Linked DNA regions of Mus musculus: all the other regions are linked to region 1. The links are chromatin contacts, called in public promoter capture Hi-C maps. All regions are on one chromosome and are shown on one strand. Each heading gives the region's core, a stretch centred on a gene start, on an enhancer-like site or on the middle of the called end of the contact. The rest is flanking DNA. Distances are from core to core; before and after follow the strand shown.

Region 1 (3,935 bases), core at 920-3,419:
GGGGATGCAGCTCAGAGTATCAAAAGTAGTGCACCCCAAAAGGGCCCCAGAAATCTAGAGCATTAGTGTGAACGAGGCCCAAGGGGATAGAACTATCGTGTGTGGGATTCCTATTTCATGACTGGCTGTTAGTGAGCAGCGGTTGCTACAAGAGGGCATCAGAGCGACTGAGGGGGGTGCTCCTGCTCTCTGACGCACTGAAGCCCAGCTTCTTTAGTTTCTGGTCACAACCCCATGTGGGGTTGTGTAACTGAAGAAGGGGGTGCTCATCAACTATTGGGCAACAGTAGAAGGTTTCTGTGTGTGGTGGCTCATCCCTGTGATCCCAGAACTCAGGAGGTGGAGGCAGGAGGATCAGGAGGAGTTCAAGGTCAATCCTGGTCCAGGAGTCTGGTCCCGAAGAATGGGACAATAACAACCAAAAGAGAAATGAAAAACTGAGCTGCTGGCCAGGGATGCTGGCACACACCTCTGGTTCCAGCATGTGGGAGGCAGAAGCGGGAGGATCCCTGTGAGCTAGAGGCTAGCCTGGTCTACAAAATGTGTGCCAGGACAGTCAGGCTGCATAGTGAGACTCTGTCTCAAAATAAAACGAAAATCTGAGAAGGGTCTTGTGAGATGGGTGAAGGTGTTTGCTGCCAAGTCTGGGATCCTGAGTTCAATCCCAGGGACCCACCCTGTGAAGGGAGCAAGCGCTATGTCTTACAAGGTGTCCTTTTTATGACATGTGTCATCTCGTGTGCTCTACCCACCCACCCCAGGCACAAACCAATTACATGTAATGATGTAATGGCAAAAGGTTGGTTTTGGTTTTGGTTTTTTGAGATAGAGTTTCTCTGTGTAGGAAAGAGAGAGAGAGAGAGAGAGAGAGAGAGAGAGAGAGAGAGAGAGAGAGAGAGAGAAAGAGAGAGAGAGAGAGAGAGAGAGAGAAAGGGAGGCTTTGTAGGAAAGTCCTGACAGCCAGTTCTCCTTCATCAAACACTCATGGCGTGTATGAACAGATTTTAGGAGGTAGCCCTGGGCTCACCTACCAGCGGCTTGTCACAGGCTCTGTTAGTGTGGGGAGGGTGCAAATAGACGCAGATAGACTGTTAGAAGGCCCAGTCTCTCTTGTGCCTACTCCTGTCTTCTCCCGAGTGGTGACCCTTCTGGTGGGGCAGGCTTCTGCCTCAGTTTCCTTATTGTCCAGCCCCCCTCATTACTGAGGTGAGTCTGTCTCATTATTCATTATCCATTGAAGTGACTGTGGTAAAGCCATCTTGTCATGACTCCATTCTGTGTCACTTCTCAGCCCTCTACACCCCTCAACAGCCATGGTCTCCTTGGGAACAAATTTGTGTTGTCAACAGAAGGATATCTGGAGGCCTCTTGGCGGCCAAGGTGAAGCCCTGGGTTGACACACGACCCCTTCCGATTAAGCATCAGGTTCCCTTTCTAAATGTTATTGGGGGACAGGGGGAGCTGGAGTCTATGACCTAGTGATCTCATTTGTTTTAATTTTTAAAATTACAATCCTCAGTATGTGTGTACTTGAGACTAGATCTCAGATAGCTCAGGGTTGTCTTGAACTCCTTATTCTCCTGCCCTCTTTCTCTTCCTGAGACAACAGCCACCAGGTACTTTGCAGCATGTGATCACGATGTCTAGAAATCTGCCCTTCAGAGCCCTTTGGCTTTCAGGCTTAGCTCCAGAGCAAAGAGTAGCCAGAACTGTGGGGGCCATAGTTATTAATTACTACAGTAGTCCAGAGGTTGGAACTGGGGGCCTCTGATGTGCTAGGCAAGAGCTTATGCCCCAGTCCTTTGGTCTGGAGCAGAATGGTGAAGTGACATCCAGGTATTTACGAGCCTGGATTCTGGATTGGTGGGATTTGGGTGTCTGGAGGGCTTATGGGAGAGGACCTTCACCAGGGCACTGTGTAAGTAAGAGTAAAGTGGGAGCCGCCTAGGATGTCTCTTCTTGGGGACTCTTTGATCCTTTCTGGATGAACTCAGTAGGACATATTTCCCAGGGGTGAGCTTTTCCTCCCCCTTCCGCACCCTGGCGCCTCCTGCGAGCTCCAAGTTTTGCTGCCAACTTCCACGAGTTTGGAGGGGCTACTTCCCGGCGGTTGGCCCCGCCCTGTCGGCGGCCGGACCCGCCCCCGTGGGCGGGGCGGGGCAATCCGGCTAGTTCCCGGCCATCCGCGGCTCGGTGGCGAAAGCGACATGGAGAGCGGGGCCTATGGCGCGGCCAACGCGGGCGGCTCCTTCGACCTGCGGCGCTTCCTGTCTCAGCCTCAGGTGGTGACGCGCCTCGTGAGCATGGTGAGTCCACCAGCGAGGACCCGGAGCCGGGCGTCCTGGCTACCAGGGCCCGTGGGGCCGCGGGCCGCAGAGCGCGACAGGTGGCGGCGGCTGCGCGTCCTGGGCCTTTCGGAGAGCGCGGGGCCCCGTGCCCCTCCGCGTCTCTGTCCCCTCCAGCCCGTGGGTTTTGTCGCCTGTTCCACTCCGGACCTTGTCTCCCCAACTCCGGGCCGGGCCCCGCCGCACCCTGGACCACTGGTCCAGGCCGCTCTGGTGCGGGACGTCCCCGAAGTTCTCCGGGGAGGCAGGCCTGTCGCCTTGTTGGCATTGGGAGGGACCGGAGAGGGGCACGGCACAGCAGGTGGCCGGCACGCCGCGGCTCCCAGCCTAGGGAATTCACCTGGAAGGGACTTTCTGCAGCCACGTGGGGTGCGAGGAGGGGGATTGGCCTGGCACTCTGAAGGAGAGTTTCCTTCCCTCTCAGAGGCTAGCAACAGGTCTGCTTTCCCACCAAATGCACTCCCTTCCCAGAAGCGGGGCGAGCCCCCTTGTACCAGGCGTGCGGGGGCAGCTTTCCATACCTTGGGATGAAAACACTGAAAACTGAGACTTTAGCTGCCAGATTGAGGGTGGCCCCACTGCGCCCAGGGGGTCTGGGCCTGGAGCCTTGGAGGTGCCCTGGCTCCCCGGAATCTCCCAGCCTAGCGGTGGAATCTAGTGACTCCGTCCTGGGTTGTACCCTGTCAGTCAGGATGGCAGTGCCAGGAGCCCTGACCCATACTCCGCGCCCAGTCCTGGAGTTCCGGCTTCATCCACAGCTGGGGGCGGGGCTTGTGACTGCCAGTTCCACAATCCTATTGAGAGCGTCCCCGCAGGATCGCTCTGGTCCTGCAAGTCTGGAGGCAGCCAGGTGCCCACAGACTCAGTTGCATCTGCCGCCTTGACGTGGGCTTGGCGGTGGCCTTAGGGTGTGGGGAGGAAGCGAAATGACTAGGACGATTCCAAAGGAGCTGCTTTCCAAACTTTGGCCAGTCTCTGCTGGTGACTTTCCCACCTCTGTCCTGGCTCCTGCGGGATCTGAGTCTGGCTGTGGATCTGACCACCCCAAGAACCTTGCTCTGAGGGGAACCGTTGTGGGGGTGGAGACTAGTAGTTCTCTGGAGGGGAGGGGCCGACGTGCCAAAGAAGCCGGAAGTCCTTGTAGGGAGAAGGCTGGCTGACTGGGGAGTCTCTTGCTTTAGGGGGAGTCTTGGAGGGAAATAGGGCAGCTGTTGAAGGGTGTTCTGGAAGATATTGGTTGATGCTGTAGAGTTGACTTGGGGCAGGGTGTTGGGGTGAGGGTTAGATGAAACACTGAGTTTCACCTCCGTGATTTTGTGTCCCATCCTATTTAAAACTCATTCAAATGGGAGGTGGTTATCAGCATTGAGGCAGCTGAGGCAGGATTGTCATGAATTTCAGGCCAGCCTGAACTTGAGTGAGATCCTGTCTTTTTTATTTCTCTTTACTTATTTTTATTTTGTATGTATGTTTGCCTGCATGTATGAAGGTACACCAACCACGTGCATGCCTGGTATTCAGAAGGTGGTTGGTTATCTTGTCCTCTGGAATTGGAGTCACAGGTGGTGATGAGCTAACATGAGGGTCTCC
Region 2 (3,935 bases), core at 941-3,440, 1.9 Mb before region 1:
CTGTGACCATCTGCCTGTTATGCTGTGACTAGCTGCAGTTTGTGGCTTCTGTAACTTGCTTATGCAGATATTCAAGGACTATTTAGAGGTCACCTTGACTATCTAATCTTGGCAGCTTTTGGGGATTTTGCCTTTAAAAGCCTTTCTTCACCCACCTCTGTGAAGCATGTCTCTGATTTGGGTTAGAGACTGTGGCCCTGCCAACAGCTTTACTAAATTTGGCTAATTACAATCTAAATTGAGTCTGGGAGTCTTTCACCGTTGGTCCTTACCAATACTTAAATAAAGGTAGTAAAAGCAAAACAAACAAAAAGTTCTAAACAGAGCATTCATTGGGTGTTGTGGCACACGCCTTTAATGCCATCACTCAGGAGGCAGAGGCAGAAGAATCTCTGAGTTCCAGGCCAGCCTGGTTTATAAAGTGAATTCCGGCACAGCCAAGGCTACAGAGAGAAACTGCATTTCAAAAAAACCAAAAAGTAAGAAAGTATTGGGGGGGGGGGTATAGGTAGAGGAAGACAGATCTCTGGAAATTTGAGGCCAGCCTGGTCTACATAGCTAGTTCTGAGCTATCTAAGAAGCCAAAGCTGCATGGTGAGAACCTGTTTTTAAAAAAACAAATCAAAACAAGGCTTGAGTAGTCTTGAGCCACTAGGATATGACTATTTGGATTAGACACATCCAGGGAAGCAGAGTACTGGTTACACCGGGGTAGATATGCAAGGCTAATCATTCAGTCCTCTGTTAATAAGTCTGTTGGTGGCACTGCTGCTCCCATCTGGACAAGCTATCTCCAGCTTACAGTGTTATTAGTCTCTCCTTTTCTACCTGGAACTCAAGCTACTCGCTCTTCAAGGAAATGATTACCTAGGTCACTGACAAGATTAAGCACTACTGCCACTTTTGCTACTACTTGCACAGGGACAAGAATGGGAATCTAGGAACAGAAGTCAAAGACAGACTGTCAGTCTGGCTATGAAAAAACCAGAAGTGTGAGTGGTTCTGTCCAAAATTTGTAGGTTATGATAGCCCACACCTGTAATACCAGTACTTAATAATCCAGAGGCAGAAGGACCGGCTCAAATTTGAGGCCAACTTGATGTATATAGAGAATTCCAGGCCGGCCAGGGCTACATAGACCATCAATAAACAAATAGATTCCCAGCAAATACCCACTAGCTTTGGTCACGAAAGAATTCCAAACCAGTGGTTTTCAAAGATTTCCAAAGGGTGAGGAGGTAGGAAGTTAAGAGGGTGTTGTGCCACAGAGCTACTACGGTACCGCCAGCAGTCTGCAAAACAGGTAGCTTGGTATGTTACCTTTCACTACAGCCATGGTCGCACTCTCTTGTAAAGGTGTTTTAAAAGAATCAAACCCAAAGACTTTCTTCAGGGTGCTCCGGACTCGCCGCTCCCGGTCGAAGGGAGTGGAGAAAGGACGGGCGCTCATCTTTGCAAAAAGCAGCAGCCAAAAGGTTAACGCAAAGGTGGGCAAAGGCAATCCCGAAAAAACCCTCTGCTCCACGTTAAAATATAGCCTATGTTTCTCCTGCCGAGTAAGCTGCTATGTTACACTTAAATATCTCATTCCCCAGCAGTAAAAGTGAAGGCTGAATTGCTTCACGCAATACATTCCTGAGGGATTAACATTACTTCTCCCTTTAATAAAAATAAAAACAATGAACTTTCCAGGTCAGGTGGACAGAGCTACAAATCGGACCACAACAAAGCCCACAAACGTCTTCAAAGTCGACCAGAGAACTTGGAATCCTTTTTCTAGGGTCCTTGTTCTAGAAGCGAAGCCATAGATACCATTCATCAAGGACGCCGACCCCCCGTTCCTCCTCTGAGCCCCCAAGTCAACAGCTCTCGCCCTTTGCCAGACAAATGCTCTCCAAGATGTCAGACCCCAGGCTCTTTTCGGTTGGCTCTGCAGCTTTCCAAAGAACACTACTCCCTAACTCGAACTCAGAAGCCAAACCGCCCGAGAAGTCAGCGAAGTAGAAGCCGCAAGACCTTACTTCCGTCCCGTGCTGATGACGTTTCCAAGAGCTGAGCATGGGGGCGGAGCCATGCCCAGACACAGCCCTTTTGATTGGTTGTCATTCGGGCGCGGAGTCTCCTGGGATCCGGAAGAAGTTGGTTTTCTCGCCCCTAAATTGGCTTATGAGTCATAGGCCTGAGCCACACCGCGCTGTGGGAGTAAGATGGCGGGGAAGAAAAATGTTTTGTCGTCTCTTGCAATTTATGCGGAATATTCAGACCCTGAATCTGATGGCGAAACTGGAGTCGACGCTGTAGGCGGAGCGACTGGTGAGACTTGAGCTGGAAAGGGGAGGGTCTGTTATGGTTACCAAATGCTACCTCTCTAGCGGGGCATGGGGAGAAGATGCTCTTTGTGCTCCAGGTATCGGGTCTTGGAACCCCAAAGCGCAGTGGATGTCCTAGGTCAGACAGAGCATTAGAACCTCTACTACAGTACGAGTGATCTCTCTTTCTGCGATCCTCTACGCAAGGCGTCATGCTGGCCAGAGGGTGGACCAAGGGGGGTACGCATCTGTCGAGACATCACTGTCTCGTTGTTTGATGGGGAAGAGAGGAGTGAAATGTACCTGGAGGATAGTAAAACTTGTGTTTCGTTAAGTTGGTAACTTTTAAGGAATCGTTTCTAAGTCTGCCCTAGAGTTTTTAAAAATGCATCTCTCCTAAGTGCATAATTCTGGGCTTTTTCATAGAATATGCTAGACAAGCCTTTTAAGGCGGTAGGGTGATTCTGTTGTTTGGTGAGTTTTAAAAGCCTATCGGTTGCCCTCAGACTGCGAAGCATAGAGGGAACAGATTTCTTGAAGGAAGCAAATTACCTGATATACCAGAGCTTTGGGTCTTCTTATCTGCAAAGTAGGGGCAAAACAATGAGGAAGACAGTCTTGTGCATAGAAGGCGTTTTTGAGGTTGCACATGAAACAAGATAGAGATGTGTGTGGTATGTCAAAACAGGAGTTTAAACGACCTGTTGGGCTGGTTCAAAGAGGAGAAGACTTTAACTGCCCTAATAGGCCAACAGCATGTAATAGTTCCCCAACCTTTGGAACTGCTGGGAACCAAACCCAGGGCCTTACACTCTTAGGAAAGCATCCCACTACTTTGTTACTTCCCCAGCCTGTCCTGAAAATATTAGAACATGAATTTAATGCTTGATTTTCTTTTCATATACATCTGTACATATGGAGTGGGCCTTGCATGTGAGTTCTGCCCATGGTGGACAGAGAGAGGCATCAGCTCTTCTGAAACTGGCATTTGTGAGCTGCCTGATGTGGGTACTGGAAACTGAACTGTCAAACTTACAGAGATCTGCCTGGCCCTGTCTCCAGAGAGCTTGAATTAAAAGCATGGGACACCAAACCCTGTACATTATGCACTCGTATAAGAGTCATCTTCCAATACCCCTGTTTTTGTTTGTTTTGAGACAGGATCTCCCTCTAGTCCTGACTGTCCTGGAACTCAGGCTGATCTAGAACTCAGAGATCCTCCTGCCTCTGCCTCCCAAGTGCTCGGTTCAAAGGTGTGCACCGCCATTCCTGGCACAACCCCTGGTCTTTTCTTTTTCTTTCTTTCCTTTTTTTTTCTTCCTCCCCCCCAACCTCCAGGCTGAGGACAGAACCCAGAGCTCTACCACTGAGCTAAATTCCCAACCCCAACCCCTGGTATTAAATTGTTCTTCCTAAGTACAAATTCAATCTGGGCCTATAGCCACTTACTTGAGACTTAGGTTCCCTTTTTATCTTCAGAAATAATCTTGGCCATTCAATTTTCAGAAACATTTTTACATTTCTCCCCTCTCCCCCTCTCTCTCCTTCTCCCTCTCTCTCCCCCTCTCCCCTCTCTCTCCTCTTTCAGAGGAGAAAGGTGGTTTGGTATCTGACGCCTATGGAGAA
Region 3 (3,935 bases), core at 715-3,214, 1.8 Mb before region 1:
AAAAGAAACGAAACCGAACTCAATCTAGGCCTAAGACCAAACACAATGAAAAGCTGCACTAACTAGATTAGTAATAGATGATGCTGGTGTGAATAGCTTGTTATTTTACTCTAGAGCCCTTATAAATAAAATCCCCGTTAGTGTTGTGTTACCAGCCAGAGGGTCAGGGGTTAGTGAACATGTGGTAGAATGAGGACTTATGCAAGGTTTAATACGCATAGCATTTTTCTACTGTTAAAAACAAATGCAGTCTAGTCAGGAAATACCAACTGGACTAAATTACACACACCTTAATGACAAGACTCCCCACCACTTGTGAATGTAAAACATTTAATTTAAAAATGTTGAACACTACAATATATAAAATAGCTATTATAAATGCACATAGTGTATTCTATAGCTGCCAGGTTTACTTTTTTTTTTTTAAAGGAAACTGTTACACTGTGGCTAAAACTTGTATCTTCAACCTTTGAAAAAGCCCACATTCTATCACAGTGATGTATGGTTAAACACTTGGATCAAGTCATAACCAGTTTTATTGCAAAAGGACCCTGTACACATTTATCAATTCTAGTACCTTAATAGCTACCCAACAAGTCATTAACATACAGAAACATGCATCATGAAAAGCAAGAAGTATCACCCATCCCTTCTGCGTATTAGCAACTTGTCACTCCTGAGCCACAGTGCTCACATCACTGAGGTCTGTGAACAGTCAGTCACTCTTCCCATTCATCCTGAGTGAAAGATGGAATGACTTAAGTACAAATGCAACATATTATAAACAATTTCTTACAAAAAAAGTCACAAATTAAACCAAAGTATTTTACAGAATTTACTACAAAATGCCATAAAAACCGCTTCAACTTAAGCTCTCTCCCCCCGTATCCGGCGAGCCAACTGGATGTCTTTGGGCATGATGGTGACTCTCTTGGCGTGGATGGCACACAGATTGGTATCTTCAAACAACCCCACCAGGTATGCTTCGCTAGCCTCCTGTTGAGGACAAGAGCAACAGCATTAACACTCCTACTGGAGCAATCAAGCCGCCGCCCCGAGTGCCACCAAGCCTTTTGTCCCTTTACCTGAAGGGCACCGATGGCTGCACTTTGAAACCTCAAGTCGGTTTTGAAATCCTGGGCGATCTCCCTCACCAATCTCTGGAATGGCAGCTTCCGGATGAGCAGCTCAGTCGATTTCTGGTAACGACGGATCTCTCTCAGAGCCACGGTCCCTGGCCTGCAGTCACCAGAAGAAGGAAGGCGTCAACGGTCAGGGAGAAGGGAGAGAGCGCCCGCCCGCAAGCCGGCGGCCAAGTCATTGTTCCCAGCCCTCTGCCTACCTGTAGCGGTGAGGCTTCTTCACCCCGCCGGTAGAGGGCGCGCTTTTCCGAGCCGCCTTGGTGGCCAGCTGTTTGCGGGGGGCTTTCCCACCGGTGGACTTCCTAGCGGTCTGCTTGGTTCGGGCCATTTTTTTTCACCTGCGAGACAAGCGACGTTCAAGGCCAGGTCACCGGGCTCCGGCTGCCAGGCGCCCCTCCTCGCCGCAGCAGATGGCGGCCGCCGCCTCCTCCCCCTCCCCTAATGACTCAGGCTGCGCCGGGCTGCGGCCTCCCCCGGGAGGGGGAGCGCGGGGAGGAGCAACTTCCCGCTCCACGGGCGGCCGGAAACACCGCGGCGGGACCTGTGAGTCACCACCGGGAAGCAGACAGGACGGAGGTGGCGGAACGCGACCGAACTCGACCTCCCGGGCTGCCTCACCGACCAGACCGTCGGCTGCCAGCGACCGCGGTCCTAAAAGCCAGGGAGGCTCCGGCCGCCGGCAGAGCCGCGAACTCACCCAAAGCCGAGTCTGGGGCCCTTGCTGAGACCGAGGCGACGCTGGAAGCGCTCGAACAAGAGCCGCAATCGGCGAGCAGAACGGGCAGATACTCCACCAACGAACGACCAAACCGCTCTGCGCTCCAAGCCCCCCGACGCCTCCATATTTATAGAGACGCTGCACGCTGCGTCAGTGCGTCACAGAACCCTGATTTGCATACACCAACGACTTTTTCGATTGGCGGGAGCTTTCGCCGACGCGCTGACATCTCCCGACACAAAGGCCGTACTTCGGGGCCGTTTCCTGATTGGCCGGTGTTCAGGCCACTGATTGGCTGTTACAATTGCTTCAGGATTGGCTGGATGCAAAGAGGAACAGACGAATCAGAGTTTAGCACTAGGGAGCTCTTCTGATTGGATAAAATGGAGCTATGTTTGGATCCTTCTCTTGGTTCCAAAGCTCTACAATAGAAAGTCAATGCAAATGAATTGCACTAGTCTCCTGGAATTTAAGAAAGTTGGGTCGGCAAGAGTCTACGACTTTTTTGCATCAAGAGACCATTTTAGAGAGATTTTGCGTAAATATAATAATAGTAATTATTACTATTATTTTAATGTAGGATGAAATTATTCCCTGAATAATTTACTTTCTGTAATTTTCATCGTTTAATATAGTATGAGAAATGTAATCCAGTCAGTCATCTTACAGCATATAGTGTTTTGTGCACTGTAAATGCATACACATTCTAAAGCATAAAGCAATTGTTTGATGGGGAAGGGTAATAGACACAAAGAATCAAAATTCAAAAAAATTATTTCCGAGTTGGGTGGTGCTGCAGGCCTTTAATCTCAGCTTTTAGGAAGCTCAAAGGCAAGCAGATTTCTGTGAACATGAGGCCAGCCTGATCCACAGGGGGTGGGGGGTTCCAGGCCAAGCAGACCTACCTACAGAGATCTTGTCTTTTATAAATCCTGGTTTGTTTGTTTTTTCTCCAGGACTACATAAACCAAGCTCCAGGTGCATGAAGGTAATATCAGAGATGGAATCAGGATCCAAAATTCAAGGTCATTCACAGCTACTTAAGTCAAGGCCAGTCTAGGATATATAAAACAGTTTCAAGAAAACAAAAAACAACAAAAGGGGACTGTTCCTTGCATCCTAGCGCTCTGGAGGCAGGCAAAGCCATGTGAGTTTAAAGGCAGGACCACACCAGCAAAAGCTACCCAGGGAGACCGTGTCTCAAAACAAAACAACAAATACCTATTTTTGCATGTTTAATTCAGGCCATCACAAAATATTTTATTTCAATGTACTTAGAGTTAATAAGAAGTTGTCAGGCATGCTGGCACACACATTTCTTTAATCCCAGCAACCTGGAGACAGAGGCAGGTGGCTTTGAGGCCAACCTGGTCTACATAGAAATTACAGAATAGCCAGAGCTACTTAGTGAGTCTCTGTCTTAAAAACCAACCAAAGGGGGCTGGTGAGATGGCTCAGTGGGTAAGAGCACCCGACGGCTCTTCCAAAGGTCTGGAGTTCAAATCCCAGCAACCACATGGTGGCTCAAAACCATCCTAACGAGATCTGACTCCCTCTTCTGGAGTGTCTGAAGACAGCTACAGTGTACTTACATATAATAAATAAATAAATCTTTAAAAAAAAAAAAAAAAAAAAAAAAACCAACCAAAGAAGTAGTAATTACCTGCTTGTATATTTCTTGAACTATTTAATTCGACTGCATGAAATAAATACACCGGAAGAGTAACAACCTCAAGAGGGTGTCATGTCCATAAGGAGAAGATAATATAAAAAATGGGTGTCCTTGTGTAATATTTGGTAATTATTACTTATGTCAAAAACCTGACAGATTTTAGAAAGATGTCTGAATGTTTTGCCTGGTTGGTGCCCGTGGGAGTTAGAATAGGGTACTGGATTTACGGTTGGTTGTGAGCCACCATGTGGATGCTGAAAATTGAATCCAGGTCCTCTGCTAAAGCAACAAGTGCTCTTAATTGCTGAGCTATGTCTCCAGCATTATAAAAATACCACTTTTGGGGACAGGGATTGCGGTTGCAAGTTTGAGTTTGAGGCCAGCTTAGTCTACAGAACAAGTT
Region 4 (3,935 bases), core at 954-3,453, 1.6 Mb before region 1:
CAAGCAAAACACCTTGTGCGAGGATGACTTTGAGGCTAAAGGGGAAGGGGGACCTTTATATGTAATTTTTAAAAGTCCTTTTTAGTGACTTATTTATTCCATATGCATTGGTGTTTTGCCTGTATGTACGCCTATGTAGGGGTGTCAGATAACCTGGAACTGGAGTTACAATCAGTTGTGATGGTGCTGGGAATTGAACCTGGGTCCCCTGAAGATCAGACGGTGTTCTTAACCACTGAGCCATGTCTCCAGCCCCCTTATGTATAACAGAAAAGCAAAGTGCAACAGATGAGCGTCTGAGAAAAAGCGGCTTTCCTCAACCGCAGACTAAAGCGGGTTTTCCCGACCGGCCAGCCAGTAGGAAACGCCAGCATTCCATCCGACAATGCGACGTTCTTAGAATGTGGTTCTGAGAATATCGGATTCATTCTGAGGTCTGACAGGTTCTCCACGGACTCTCACACTTTCTATTACTTTATACTCAAACTACCCATTACATAAAAACAGAATCTGATAGTGTTCCAAAATAGTTCAATGTCTGGTCTTGCAATACAGTTCCTCAGAAAATCAGTAGGCGGATTTCGCCACCCCCTCTCTGTTTTGTCTTCAGTGCTGAGACTCAAACCCACAGCCTTGAGACACTAGGCAATCTGTGTTCCACTGCGCCACACCTTTGGTATCGGGAAGCTTTCTTACAAAGTGAAGGTTCACTTTGCACTTAAAGAACTTTCATAGGGATGTTTGGAACAAAAAGCTTTTTTATTATTTGCCTCTCTGTCTCCCCCATCCCCCCAGCGGGCTTCACTAGTGTTTGCCCGGCCTTCTGGCCCACCCTCTCCCACAGTTTCGCCATGTAACCCTGGCTGACGAACAGGAACTAGCTCTGCAGACCAGGCTGGTCTCAAAATCAGAGATCAGCCTGCCTCTGCCTCTGCCTCCTCCGAAGTGCTGAGATTAAAGGCATGGGTCACCGTGGCCCAGTTCAAAAGAACTTTATAAATTAAAGTTTCATCTTATTGTGTGTGGGGGTACAACAGCCACCTCTAGCAAATGGTCAGAGGACAATCTAAGGGAGGTGACTCTCTTTCTACAAATTGAAATTAGATGATTAGGCCAGGTAGCCACCTCACCATCCCTTAAAGTTTGTTAAAATTAAAAAAAAAAACAATTTTGGGCACAACCGTTCATTATTAGCATTTTTACAACTATGCTATGCTATCCTACTAAAAGATCTAGATGCAAAAGTAATATTATTTTTCACACATAAAATTGAATCATGAAGTATTCAATTTAAGCCTTTAAACGACATGCGCGGTAAGAAGACCTCCCCAGACTGCAGCTGTAGTTTGGGCATACACTAATGTGCTAAGATACACCTACTTTTTAAACCACATGATTTCTTCAGGGTCTGCGATGCCAAATTCCCTCATCTTCTTCACCATGGTGGCACTCTTCTTAACAGCCACCTCGTAACGCTGGCTTCGAGTGAGGAAGTTATAGTCCTCATGTTGGAAGTCTGGATCGTTCAGAATCAAGTTCTCTGAAAGAGGGTTAAATGACATCAAGAGAAACAGGTACTCACCCTCCCTGACTCCCATCAGATTAGAACAGAGGACGTTCCCCTCCTAATCCTGACACCGGACGCCCATCGAAGTAGGGGTCCCCGCTTCCCCTCAACTCCAGAGGCCCCAAATCCTCATTCACGGGGGTCTTTCGCCTGGTTCGGTATAAGAGGCCCGGCCCTCCAGGCTCACCGATTTCTCGACGGCGCCGGGTGTTCTCCGGACTACCATCCAAGATGTGCGTGATTAACTCTGGATTGAAGGTGGCGGCGGCCCGCTCCTTGCGCAGATCGGGATTCATGACGGAGACCAGTGCTGGGGGCAGAGGAGGTGGCGACAGAAGTGACAGGCACCAAAGCGATGACAACCTGTCTCCGCAGCTCAGGCGCCGACCAGGCCCTATGAGCGGAGCGAGACAGCCCTCGGCCCCGCCCCCTCGAGCCGTCCCCGCCCCGTCCCCGCCGCCACTCCTCACGTGACCGGCTGCAATCCCCGACGCTGGTACCGCCCGCCGGACGGACGAATCCCCTGCTGCGGGCCAGGGGAGGTCCCCGAGCGGCTCCTCGCCAAGGAAAGCAAGGTAAAAGGTCAAGGGACCGCAGTGGCACTGGAAAGGGAGTGGGGCTCTTCCCGGACCTCACGTCTCCAGGTTCACGTGATCTTTCCGGGAGGAAAAGAGCCCTGGAGACGCGCGCAACCGATTGGCCAGGGCCTTGAGGGGCGGGATTGCGCCTGCGCTGTGGGACTCACCTCCTTTCAGGCTAGGGCGGTGGGTGTGTGTGTGTGTGGGGGGGGGGTCCTCTCACCACAGTGTCCCCGGAAACCAGAAGGGAATGGGTGTCAAGGGTCTCGGGCGGGGTGAGGAGGCTAATAGAGGAAAGCTGTTGATTTTACTGGAACCCAAACAAATTGGAGCGAAAGGGTAACAGGACAAAGGTTACGTTCGGGAGACGGTTCATTGTCGTTGGCTAAAAATATTGCCGACTTGACTGACGTTAGAGACTTGGGATGCAAGGACCTGGTCCTGCGGAGCTTCCGGGTTTATGCACTGGGCCTGGATTTAAAGCGAGAGGGAACAGGTCCAGTTTCTCTACATTTTATAGCCCAAGTCTTTTCCCACCTAAACCGGCAGGGCAGGTCCTAGAAATTTTGAAATCTAGACTTTACTTTGCCATATCATTATCGTCATCGAAGATGTACCTACGCCTAAGAAGTTCTAGCGTAGGATTTATAACAAAGAGTTCCTGAGCCTCAAAGACAGCCAGTTTTCACCAGTTTGTTTTTTAATTCTTCCTTAAAAATTGCTAAGTAGTAGGCTGGAGATGTCGAGCATGCACTAAAGCCAAAATATAATCTCAAAGCACAGCATAAACTGGGCACCGTGGCACACACAGGCTTGCAACTTCAAGTGGAGGTCTGAGGATCACGAAGTCCAAGATCATTATCAGCTATATAGAATCGGACTGAAGGCAGCCTGGGCTGTGTAATGCCTTGTTTCAAAAAGCCTTTAAGTGCTAAGTAAAATGCACTCTTTCTTCATTTGATTTCATGCCACCAAAAAGAACTACGCCGGTAGTGGCGCACGCCTTTAATCCCAGCACTGGGGAGGCAGAGGCAGGTGGATTTCTGAGTTCGAGGCCAGCCTGGTCTACAAAGTGAGTTCCAGGACAGCCAGGGCTACACAGAGAAACCCTGTCTCGAAAAAAAAAAAAAAAAAAAAAAAAGAACTACATTTCTTCATTACCTCTCTAACTTGCCCTTGTAACAACATATGTAAGACCCTTTTACAGTAACGGTGCTGAGAATGGGTTAAACGAATGAAGGCTTTAGCCTGAATGCAAAGTTAATGGAGCCCCCAAAATTCAATATTTTAATGCACTTTCTTTTCTTTTTTCTTTTCTTTTCTTTTTTGTTTGTTTGTTTGTTTGTTTGTTTTGTTTGTTTTTCGAGACAGGGTTTCTCTGTATAGCCCTGGCTGTCCTGGAACTCACTTTGTAGACCAGGCTGGCCTCGAACTCAGAAATCTGCCTGCCTCTGCCTCCCGAGTGCTGGGATTAAAGGTGTGCGCCACCACGCCCGGCACACTTTTTTTTCTTGATGCAGGAGATAGACCTCTCAGCTACATCCTCAGCTCCACAAAATTTAAAAGTTTAAAAGGGAAAAGAAGAAAAATTCTGAGAAGTTAAATAAAGACTATATCATTGTTGTTGCTTGTACCTTTGGCTCTGGCTCCATATACCTGAGCAAGGTTCTGTTACTGAGGATATTTTCAAGGACACTTAGGCACTGATATCTTGTTTAGTTGGGTTCTTGTGAATTTTATTCCTCTTAGCAGAAGCTTGGATCCCAAATACAATTAACAAGTTATTGATG
Region 5 (3,935 bases), core at 534-3,033, 1.3 Mb before region 1:
AGGTGGTTGTGAGCCACCATGTGGTTGCTGGGAATTGAACTCAGGACCTCTGGAAGAGCAGTCAGTAATCTTAACTGCTGAGCCATCTCTCCAGCCCAAAACCACTAATTTTTAAAGTGGAGCTTTCTCAAGGCAAGGTCACGTGTGATAAGTGTGACCCAATACAAACAAGCTCAACTTTCATGTTTAAAGGGATCCTTGGCCTGGACAAGACAAATAATCAGGGGCTGGAGAGATGACTCAGCAGTTAAGAGCACTGGCTACTCTTCTAGGGGTCCAGAGTTCAATTCCCAGCACCCACACGGTGGCTCACGACCATCTGTAATGAGATCTGGCGCCCCCTTCTGGCCTTCAGGCACACATGCAGACAGAACATTGTATACACGATAAATAAATCATGAAAAGAAACAGAAACCGGAGAGACTGACTGTCTCCCTGTACATATCTCCTAAACCCACTTCAAAGTCCAACTGATAATAAAACAGGTGGAGCTAAGAACTTTTGAAATATGAAAATGACTTTAAATGTTCAAAGTCAAGTCATTTACGCCAGGGAGTCCAAGTGCGCACCTGAACTGCCAGCATCGGAAAGGCCAAGGCCAGAAATATCACACCATTTAGAGTGTGACCAGGGTCATAAGACCTTATCTCAGAAACCAAAGCCCATGATGGGTGTGGTGTTCCCGCGGCAGAAGCAGGCAGATCTCCCGGCTTGAACTCTTGAGAGTGCAAGCCTCATCCATTCACTAAGTTCCAGGCCAGCAGGAGCTACGATAAAGCTCTGTCCCATAAAGGAGAAGAGAAACGATACATATTACTAAAAAGCTTATTTCACAAAGGGCCCTTAAGGCTCTTTATACCAGGGCTCTAGTTTTCTCCAAAATTGAAAAGGGGCCTTTAAGTAGACCGGTTATTATCAGCAGGGCACCGGGAGGCTCTGCTCTGCAGGATTCTTCTCCATGATTTCCGCAAAGTTCAGGCTCACGCTCCCATCCCTTCCCCATAGAAGCACCCACAGTTTGTAAGTAAGGTTTAAAAAAAAAAAAAAAAATCACGTCCTTCATCCATCCAGCATCGGTAACAACAAACAAGCCTGGAAAGACATCTCAGGGCCCCCACGGTCCCCTGAGGTCAGTGGTTAACACACGCACACACCCCTAAGCAAACACTTTTTTGTACAACTGATCCTACACACTTGTAATCGCGGCTCTCCCCCCGCCCAGCCCGAAGTACTTCTGAGTTCCCTTCTCCCTGACTGTCCTAACCCTTCGGTCTAGGATGGACCCACATCGCCTGTCGCTTTAGGGACGCCTGGAAATGGCGATGGTCAGATTCAGGGCAAGCGCAGGAAACCTCTCTAGGGTTAAGAGTGCGCCGCGGCCCTGGGACGGGGTTGGGGAGTCGGCCCAAACCTGCTGCTCCCGGGTGCAAAGGTGGAGGTGACGGGGAGAGGGGCTAGGGCCACCCCGGGGACCACCTCGCTTACTCAGTGATGCGCTTGGCCAGTTCCGTGCAGGCGGCCGTGGAGTTGGCCGAGAAGACTCGGTAGCCGGTGCGGGCTGCGTTCATGGCCGGCGAGGCGGCGGGCCGAGCCCGCGGGACACGCAGAGCAGAGCACGCGGACAGCGGGGGCAGCAGCAGCAGCTTCCTGGGCATCCTCCGGCCCGAGGCGCGGCTACAGCGGTCCGCGCGGGGCCGCAGAGGGACGAGGCGCGACACAGATGCGTCCGGATCTCCAAGCCGCACCGAAGGCGCAGCCGAGCGCCGCAGCCTCCTTCGGACCCCGCGGCAGGCCGCGCCCCTCCGCGACACCGAGTCGAGCAGCTAGAGCGTCCGCCCCCGCCGCCATCTCGGAAAAGGGCAGGGAGGTGGGCATGGCATGGAGAGCCTGTTCTGACACAGGCGCCGCTGACTCGCGTGTTCGCCTGAGTTTGAGTCTCCGGGGACAGGTATTTTAATGTCCACTATTCTGGGAGGTGCAGCCATGTTTAGTGGTACTTATAAATGTTTTCAAATTTACTGCCAGGAACTAAGATGTCCGCCCAGGGACCGGAGACAATCTAGCCTCACGCCTCTATGATGAACGAGCCTCCGGCGCTCCCCTCCACGCTTGCGCAGGCTGGGATTTATTTGAAAAGGGACAGCCGGCCCTTTCCCTTTTGCGGGCACTTAAACTAACTGCTCCAGAATCTGGACGTGGAGGCCTTCCCTAGACGTTATATCTGTGTCTGCACGTGAGGCAAGGTTGCACTCCTGCCCGTTGTTGTTCTCAGTTCTCCCACCCGTCCCCCTCAACCCCAGCCAGCCGCTCTGCCCGCATGAGTTCGCCTTGTGCAAATACAGAAGGCGCGTGTGTTCATTTACTTTTGTGTAAATAGATGAAGTCGTTCCAAAGAGACATTTGAGCCTCTCGATCTATCAGACTGTTTGAAAAACGGACCCCCAAAGAAGTAAAGATCTTCCCCCACCCACCTCAGGAATGTCATGCTGGGAGAAAAAAAAACGTGACTCCCAAAAACAGCTTTCACAGAGCTCCAGAGACTTCTCAGACCACCTTACAGGCTGAGGTTGAAGCCCATGCAAGGGCGTCTCAATGATGGTCGGGACCTTGCCCTGGAAGGGACGGCTTAGGTGGCAAATCCTCGGCCTTCTGCTTACATTTTTATCTCACTTCTGGACGGAGGACAGACTTGTGGACTTCTCTGGATTCCTCTGTTCCTCTTACCGATGTTGCTAGGTTTAATAAATCTCCCTTTTCTGCTTTCTGTTTTCAGTTCGACTTTTAATTTTAATTTTAATTTAATTTAATTTAATTTAATTTAATTTGGCTTTTCGAGTCAGGGTTTCTCTGTGTAGCCCTGGCTGTCCTGGAACTCGCTGTGTAGACCAGGCTGGACTCGAACTCAGAAATCTGCCTGAACATTGAGTCTTTCTGTGTCTGTGCACCGTGCATACACAGTGCCTGCAAAGGCCAGAAGAGGGTGTCAGATTCTCTGGAACTGTAGTTTGGAGTCAGTTGTGGGCTGCTGGGTCTTCAGGAACAGCAGCCAGTGCTCTTAACTGCTGAGCCATCCCTCCCGTGCCCAAGTTGCAATTTTAATTAACATATTGAAGAAGGTGGCCAGACCTGACTTGGACTCAGATTGTGAGCCCCAAGGTTGATTACACTAGACCTAATCAGGAAGGGCCGATAAGCTCTCTGGCCTCACCTCATAACCTGTTTCGCTAGGCCTTTTCCCTTCCTGCTCTTTAAGTAGCACATGGCAGGTACCCTCTTCAGTCTTCCTATTCTCTCAGTGTTATTCAAGGGCCAGACACCAGGGACCACCATAAAAGGGTGAAGCTTCAGTGTCTTGCACGGAATCACCAATTGCTGATACATATCTTATGCAAGGAAGGGACTTACAAAACACATTCATGACCTTGGCAACCTGAATCTGGACCATGACCCTCGTCACCCAGTCCTGGGGCACCTGCTCAATAAACTATCCCTGTCTGACTGAGATTGGTGTTTGTGTGGCTTGTGAGGCGATTTCTGGCCCCCAACACATATGATCTTATACTATGACACATACCTGAGGAAATATGAAAGGGGAAATGATGTATTTAAGTTCCTGGTTTTGCCAGTTTTAATCCAAAATCGACTGGGTCCATTGCTTCCGGTCACAGCCAAAATGGAATATCTTAATATCAGAAGTATATGGTAAGAGCTTGAAGTGGAAACTTCAATTTTCTTTGGAAAGTCAGCTGGAGATTGAAATCGCTGCAGAGAACCATTTCTAAACAGGTCCACTTCCCCCGTATCCTAGTAACCTTCCTTTTCCACTGCCTCAGGTGGGTGGTGGGCTAGAGGGGACGCTGAAGCATTTAAGAACCATCATGAAAAGTAGGTTTTGAAAAAAATCAAAGCAACAAGGGCTCCTTCCAATCTGTTCG
Region 6 (3,935 bases), core at 987-3,486, 1.2 Mb before region 1:
AAGTTCCACAGAGAGGCAGTCAGTCAGGTATGATGGAGAGGCTCTGGGGAGCCGGAAGTCCTGAGTAAGGCACCGGACAGTGAAGACATTTGTCACCATCGAGAGTTCAGTTTGAGAACCAGAAGGCAGATCCTTCATCTCCTTCTTAGACTGCTCAGGGAGAGGTGACACTGGGACAGAGGGGAGGAGTGCAGTCTTGAGAGACCCAGAACCCTCACCCTGCCAGCAGTTGCTCAGACCTGGCTGTAGACAGCAGGGACCCTGAGACCACAGAGGGCCTGCCTGGTCCTGACACAGATAAGTGCACTGTCTCTGGTTCTCCTCAAGGCTCCCAGCTCAAGATGAGGAGGAGCCCTGCTGCCCAGGAAGTGAGTGGCTCTCCTCTTCAGCTTGGGTCCCTGTTGATTTAAAATCTTTAAAGGTATTTGCCTCACAAAACTTGATGATCTGAAGAGTTCCGGCCCTAGGACCCACGGGGTGGAAGGAAGAGATTGACTCTTTTTTTTTTTTTTTTTTAAAGATTTATTTATTTATATGTAAGTACACTGTAGCTGTCTTCAGACACTCCAGAAGAGGGCGTCAGATCTTGTTACGGATGGTTGTGAGCCACCATGTGGTTGCTGGGATTTGAACTCCGGACCTTCAGAAGAGCAGTCGGGTGCTCTTACCCACTGTGCCATCTCACCAGCCCGAGATTGACTCTTACAAGCTGTCCTTTCTCACACACACACACACACACACACACACACACACACACACACACACACACACACTAATAACAAAAAAATTTTAAATTTAAAAAACACAGACTTGAAGGTTCAGTCACAGAGGGTTAACAAGAACCTTTATAGGCCCAGCAGGCTGCTCCCTGGAGCTCAGGGTTGGGGTGTCTGATGTTACTCCTGGCCAGGAGACATTACCTCCCACCTTGTTTAGGAAGGAAAACTGAAGGTCCTGGAGAGGTGATGGCCCAGGTGGGTTTAGGTCCCAGCATCACTCAGCCCTTGTCTCAGCCCTGTGTTGCTGACTCAAGCCCTACTGCCCAAGGCAGCTAGTTGCCCAGGAGGTCCAGGTGGGATGTGCAAAGAGTATTTCTATCGATTCTCAACTTCTCCTCTGACTGTTGTATCTCCATAACATAGGATTATATTGGTACAGTAGTCTAGTATATAATTGATAAGCTTATAATTTGTATCTAAATTACATAAGATTGTTATATAAGATAGAATTTATAGTTCTGTCTGTGTGCACACCTCGACTCTGCCTTTTACTGCAAAGGGAGTGTAATTAGGAAAGCTCAGAAGGTGCAGGGGAGGCCTGGTGCACGCGCACGCATGCACACACACACACACACACACACACACACACACGCACACACACACGCACACACACATGTGCACGCACACACTCTCACACACATGCACATACTCTCACACACACGCACACACGTGCTCGAGCACACACACACACACACTCACACACACACACACACACACACACACACACACACACACACGCTCTACTCTCTGGTCCTCCTGGTCCCATCATCCATCTCTTCTCCTCTCTGCCATTCTCTCCTGCCTTGGCTGCGACAGTGCAACTCCCCTGCCTCGCAGCCTCGGTCCCTGAAGACTGGCAAGCTTTCATGTCAGCAGCCCGGCAGAGTTGGCTGAGGGCCCGTCCTTCTCTGGCACCTGCACGTTCAGACACCTCCTGTGATAGCTCACTCTTTCTCTCCCGTATGGGAGACTGAACTTAGGGCCTTGGAACCCCAGGCAAGTACTCTGCTACAGAGTTATCGCCTCAGAGCTCTTTGAGACACTCTCATTAGGTTTCCCAGGCTGGCCTCAGAGCTCTCTGGAGCTCAGCCAGGCTTTGAACTTGAGGTGCTCCTCCCCTCCCCAGTGGCTTACAGGTCTTTGTCACCGGGCCAAGGCCCCAGATCCTCTTTGAAGCTATCCTTGATGCTTCTAAGTCCTCAAGTGCTCTGCAGGTACATTTAACAGTGTATGGAAGTAGCTCACTTAGCTCGATTGCACTACGTGCCTTGATGCCAAAGCCCGGATAGTAGTGAATGTTCTGGGTAGAACATTCTGGAGGGGCACTCAGGGTTACCTGGCATGCCTTGAAGGAGGCTGACTTACTCTGCCACTAGAGGGGAGATCTTGGGCCTGGTGAGTTTAATCTCTCTTCACAAGGTCAGGTCTGCCCACTCCACTAATCAGCTTGAACGTCCTAATCCCTTCCCAGGAACTTCAGGAAACACAGCGGTGGCTTGGGAGAGGTAGGCTGGCCATTGTGGCTCCCCGGCCCTGTGGCCTTCTTCAGCGGAGTTGGTCGTCGGTGGGGATGGGGCAGCTGAGCCATGTGCACCACCCTCTTCCTGTTCAGCTTGGCCATGCTGTGGCGCCGTAGATTTACCAACCGAGTGGAACCGTGAGAAACTGATGGGGCTGTGGATTGGGGTCGTGGGTGGGAGGGACCACCAGGGAGAGTTACAGACAAGCTGGTCTGGAAAGGAATTCAAAGGACACCCTGGAGGGGTCCCTCTTGGAGCTAGTGGTGTGGGTTGGAGCAGCCAGTGCTGTGCTGCTGGACTGTGGTAAAGGGGTGGGGCAGGGGCTGAGCACTGCCTACAGGTTCTCTTGCCTGCTCTTCCCTTCCAGAGAGCCCAGCAGAGTGGACGGGACAGTCGTGGGCAGCGGCTCAGACACAGACCTTCAATCTACCGGCAGGTGAAAGAGAGTCAGGAGTGGGGAAAGTAGTGCTAAGGAAACTATTGGTGTGTGCGCCTGTGTTTGTGTGCGCATGCGCGCACAGGCACTCAAATACCGAGTTCTAGCCCTAGCCCTAGCCCTCACCAGTCACTCCTTGTGTAGTGGGCAGGTTAGGTGGCAGAGGGAGTCCTTGCTCCTCTTTTCTGAACCAATGCTGTGTGGCTTTGCTTCTGTGATGTGAGTGTGGGGCAGTCCCCAGGAGGACCTTCTGTTGGAGGAGCAGGGAGCAGAGGGAGGAGGCAGGAGCCACTCTGGGTCGATTTGCTGCTCTCTTGTCCTTGGCCCTCCTCCTCCTCCTTCCTCTGCCACGGACGGGCTCTGCAGCTCCGTTGCCTGAACCTCCAGCAGGATTCGCTGTCCAGTCCCCAATAGAAGGCGCAGGAGGTGCATGACGTCATCGACACTAAGTGTCATTGGCTGGGCTGCCCCTGCGGGCAGGACGCTGTCTCCAATGGCCTGAAAGTTAACTCTTCCTTAGGTTGCAGCCATGTGGCCTTTGGGGAGGCAAAGTTGTGCATTCTTCCTGACTTTTCCTTCCCTGGTTTTCCAGAGTCTCCACGCCCGTCAAGACACTACAAAAGTGTCAATTTAGTACCTATGTGTAAGGTTATGTCCCGTGGACTCCCTAGCATGGGCAGGATCCCAAGATCAACTCTCACTTTTAGTGAAAACAAAGGGCAAAAAAGATCTCCCGGGCCTTCAGGATTTGGGGCCCACAGGAGGAGGGTGTCCTTACTAACTTGGCTCAAGTCAGTGTGGGCGGGTAAACACATACCATGCCCCCTAAAGCTGGAGTTGTGGACAACAGCTGCACAGCTGCGGAAGCACAGTGGAACTGGGAACTCGTGCTAGCTGTACTCTGGGCTGCATAGTGGTACTCCCGTCTGCATGGCCGTCCTCCCGGCTGCATAGCTGTCCTCCTGGCTACATAGCTGTCCTGGTCCTGGCTGCATAGCCGTCCTCCCGGCTGAGTACTTGATGGGTGCTTTATGTTTCCCTAGACCTTTCTCTTTTTCATTCTCTCTATTTATTTATTTATTTATTTACTCTTTTTTCGGTTTATTTATTTATTTATTTACTCTTTTTTCTTTTATTTATTTATTTATTTATTTATTTTGAGACAGGATCTCACTATGTTGCCCTGGTTGGCCTGGAACT

The links. Promoter capture Hi-C pulls out the DNA fragments that hold promoters and counts their contacts.
Region 2: a promoter capture Hi-C map of liver shows a contact between it and region 1, with 4 times the contacts expected there. The contact joins the promoter of Sap30bp here to the promoter of Syngr2 in region 1. A contact is called at or near these places in 1 of 39 promoter capture datasets (liver) and 1 of 9 other capture datasets (adipose tissue).
Region 3: a contact with region 1 is called in a promoter capture Hi-C map of liver, with 3 times the contacts expected there. The contact joins the promoter of H3f3b here to the promoter of Syngr2 in region 1. A contact is called at or near these places in 1 of 39 promoter capture datasets (liver) and 2 of 115 datasets of contacts at active chromatin or transcription factors (bone marrow-derived dendritic cells and pancreatic cancer cells).
Region 4: a promoter capture Hi-C map of liver shows a contact between it and region 1, with 2.4 times the contacts expected there. The contact joins the promoter of Acox1 here to the promoter of Syngr2 in region 1. A contact is called at or near these places in 1 of 39 promoter capture datasets (liver) and 1 of 115 datasets of contacts at active chromatin or transcription factors (pancreatic cancer cells).
Region 5: a promoter capture Hi-C map of pre-B cells shows a contact between it and region 1, with 4 times the contacts expected there. The contact joins the promoter of Prpsap1 here to the promoter of Syngr2 in region 1. A contact is called at or near these places in 1 of 39 promoter capture datasets (pre-B cells) and 1 of 115 datasets of contacts at active chromatin or transcription factors (pancreatic cancer cells).
Region 6: a contact with region 1 is called in a promoter capture Hi-C map of embryonic stem cells, with 2.4 times the contacts expected there. The contact joins the promoter of Prcd here to the promoter of Syngr2 in region 1. A contact is called at or near these places in 1 of 39 promoter capture datasets (embryonic stem cells) and 1 of 115 datasets of contacts at active chromatin or transcription factors (pancreatic cancer cells).

Annotation. Positions count from the first base shown.
Region 1 is chr11:117,807,498-117,811,432 of GRCm38.p6, forward strand. Syngr2 (synaptogyrin 2) reads left to right here and starts at 2,170. Exons shown (of 4, transcript NM_009304.2): 1 at 2,170-2,306. The coding sequence starts at 2,208.
Region 2 is chr11:115,931,469-115,935,403 of GRCm38.p6, forward strand. Sap30bp (SAP30 binding protein) reads left to right here and starts at 2,191. Exons shown (of 11, transcript NM_020483.3): 1 at 2,191-2,313; 2 at 3,898-3,935. The coding sequence starts at 2,208. It overlaps Recql5 (RecQ protein-like 5), which reads right to left and starts at 2,024. Exons shown (of 19, transcript NM_130454.2): 1 at 1,321-2,024. The coding sequence starts at 1,450.
Region 3 is chr11:116,022,540-116,026,474 of GRCm38.p6, forward strand. H3f3b (H3.3 histone B) reads right to left here and starts at 1,965. Exons shown (of 4, transcript NM_008211.3): 1 at 1,840-1,965; 2 at 1,343-1,480; 3 at 1,086-1,239; 4 at 1-996. The coding sequence starts at 1,470. The coding sequence ends at 868.
Region 4 is chr11:116,196,842-116,200,776 of GRCm38.p6, forward strand. It overlaps Acox1 (acyl-Coenzyme A oxidase 1, palmitoyl), which reads right to left and starts at 2,204. Exons shown (of 14, transcript NM_015729.3): 1 at 1,755-2,204; 2 at 1,381-1,540. The coding sequence starts at 1,863. Ten1 (TEN1 telomerase capping complex subunit) reads left to right here and starts at 2,014. Exons shown (of 4, transcript NM_027107.1): 1 at 2,014-2,142.
Region 5 is chr11:116,488,563-116,492,497 of GRCm38.p6, forward strand. Prpsap1 (phosphoribosyl pyrophosphate synthetase-associated protein 1) reads right to left here and starts at 1,784. Exons shown (of 10, transcript NM_026364.1): 1 at 1,486-1,784. The coding sequence starts at 1,655.
Region 6 is chr11:116,654,872-116,658,806 of GRCm38.p6, forward strand. Prcd (photoreceptor disc component) reads left to right here and starts at 2,237. Exons shown (of 5, transcript NM_001163318.1): 1 at 2,237-2,436; 2 at 2,667-2,735. The coding sequence starts at 2,366.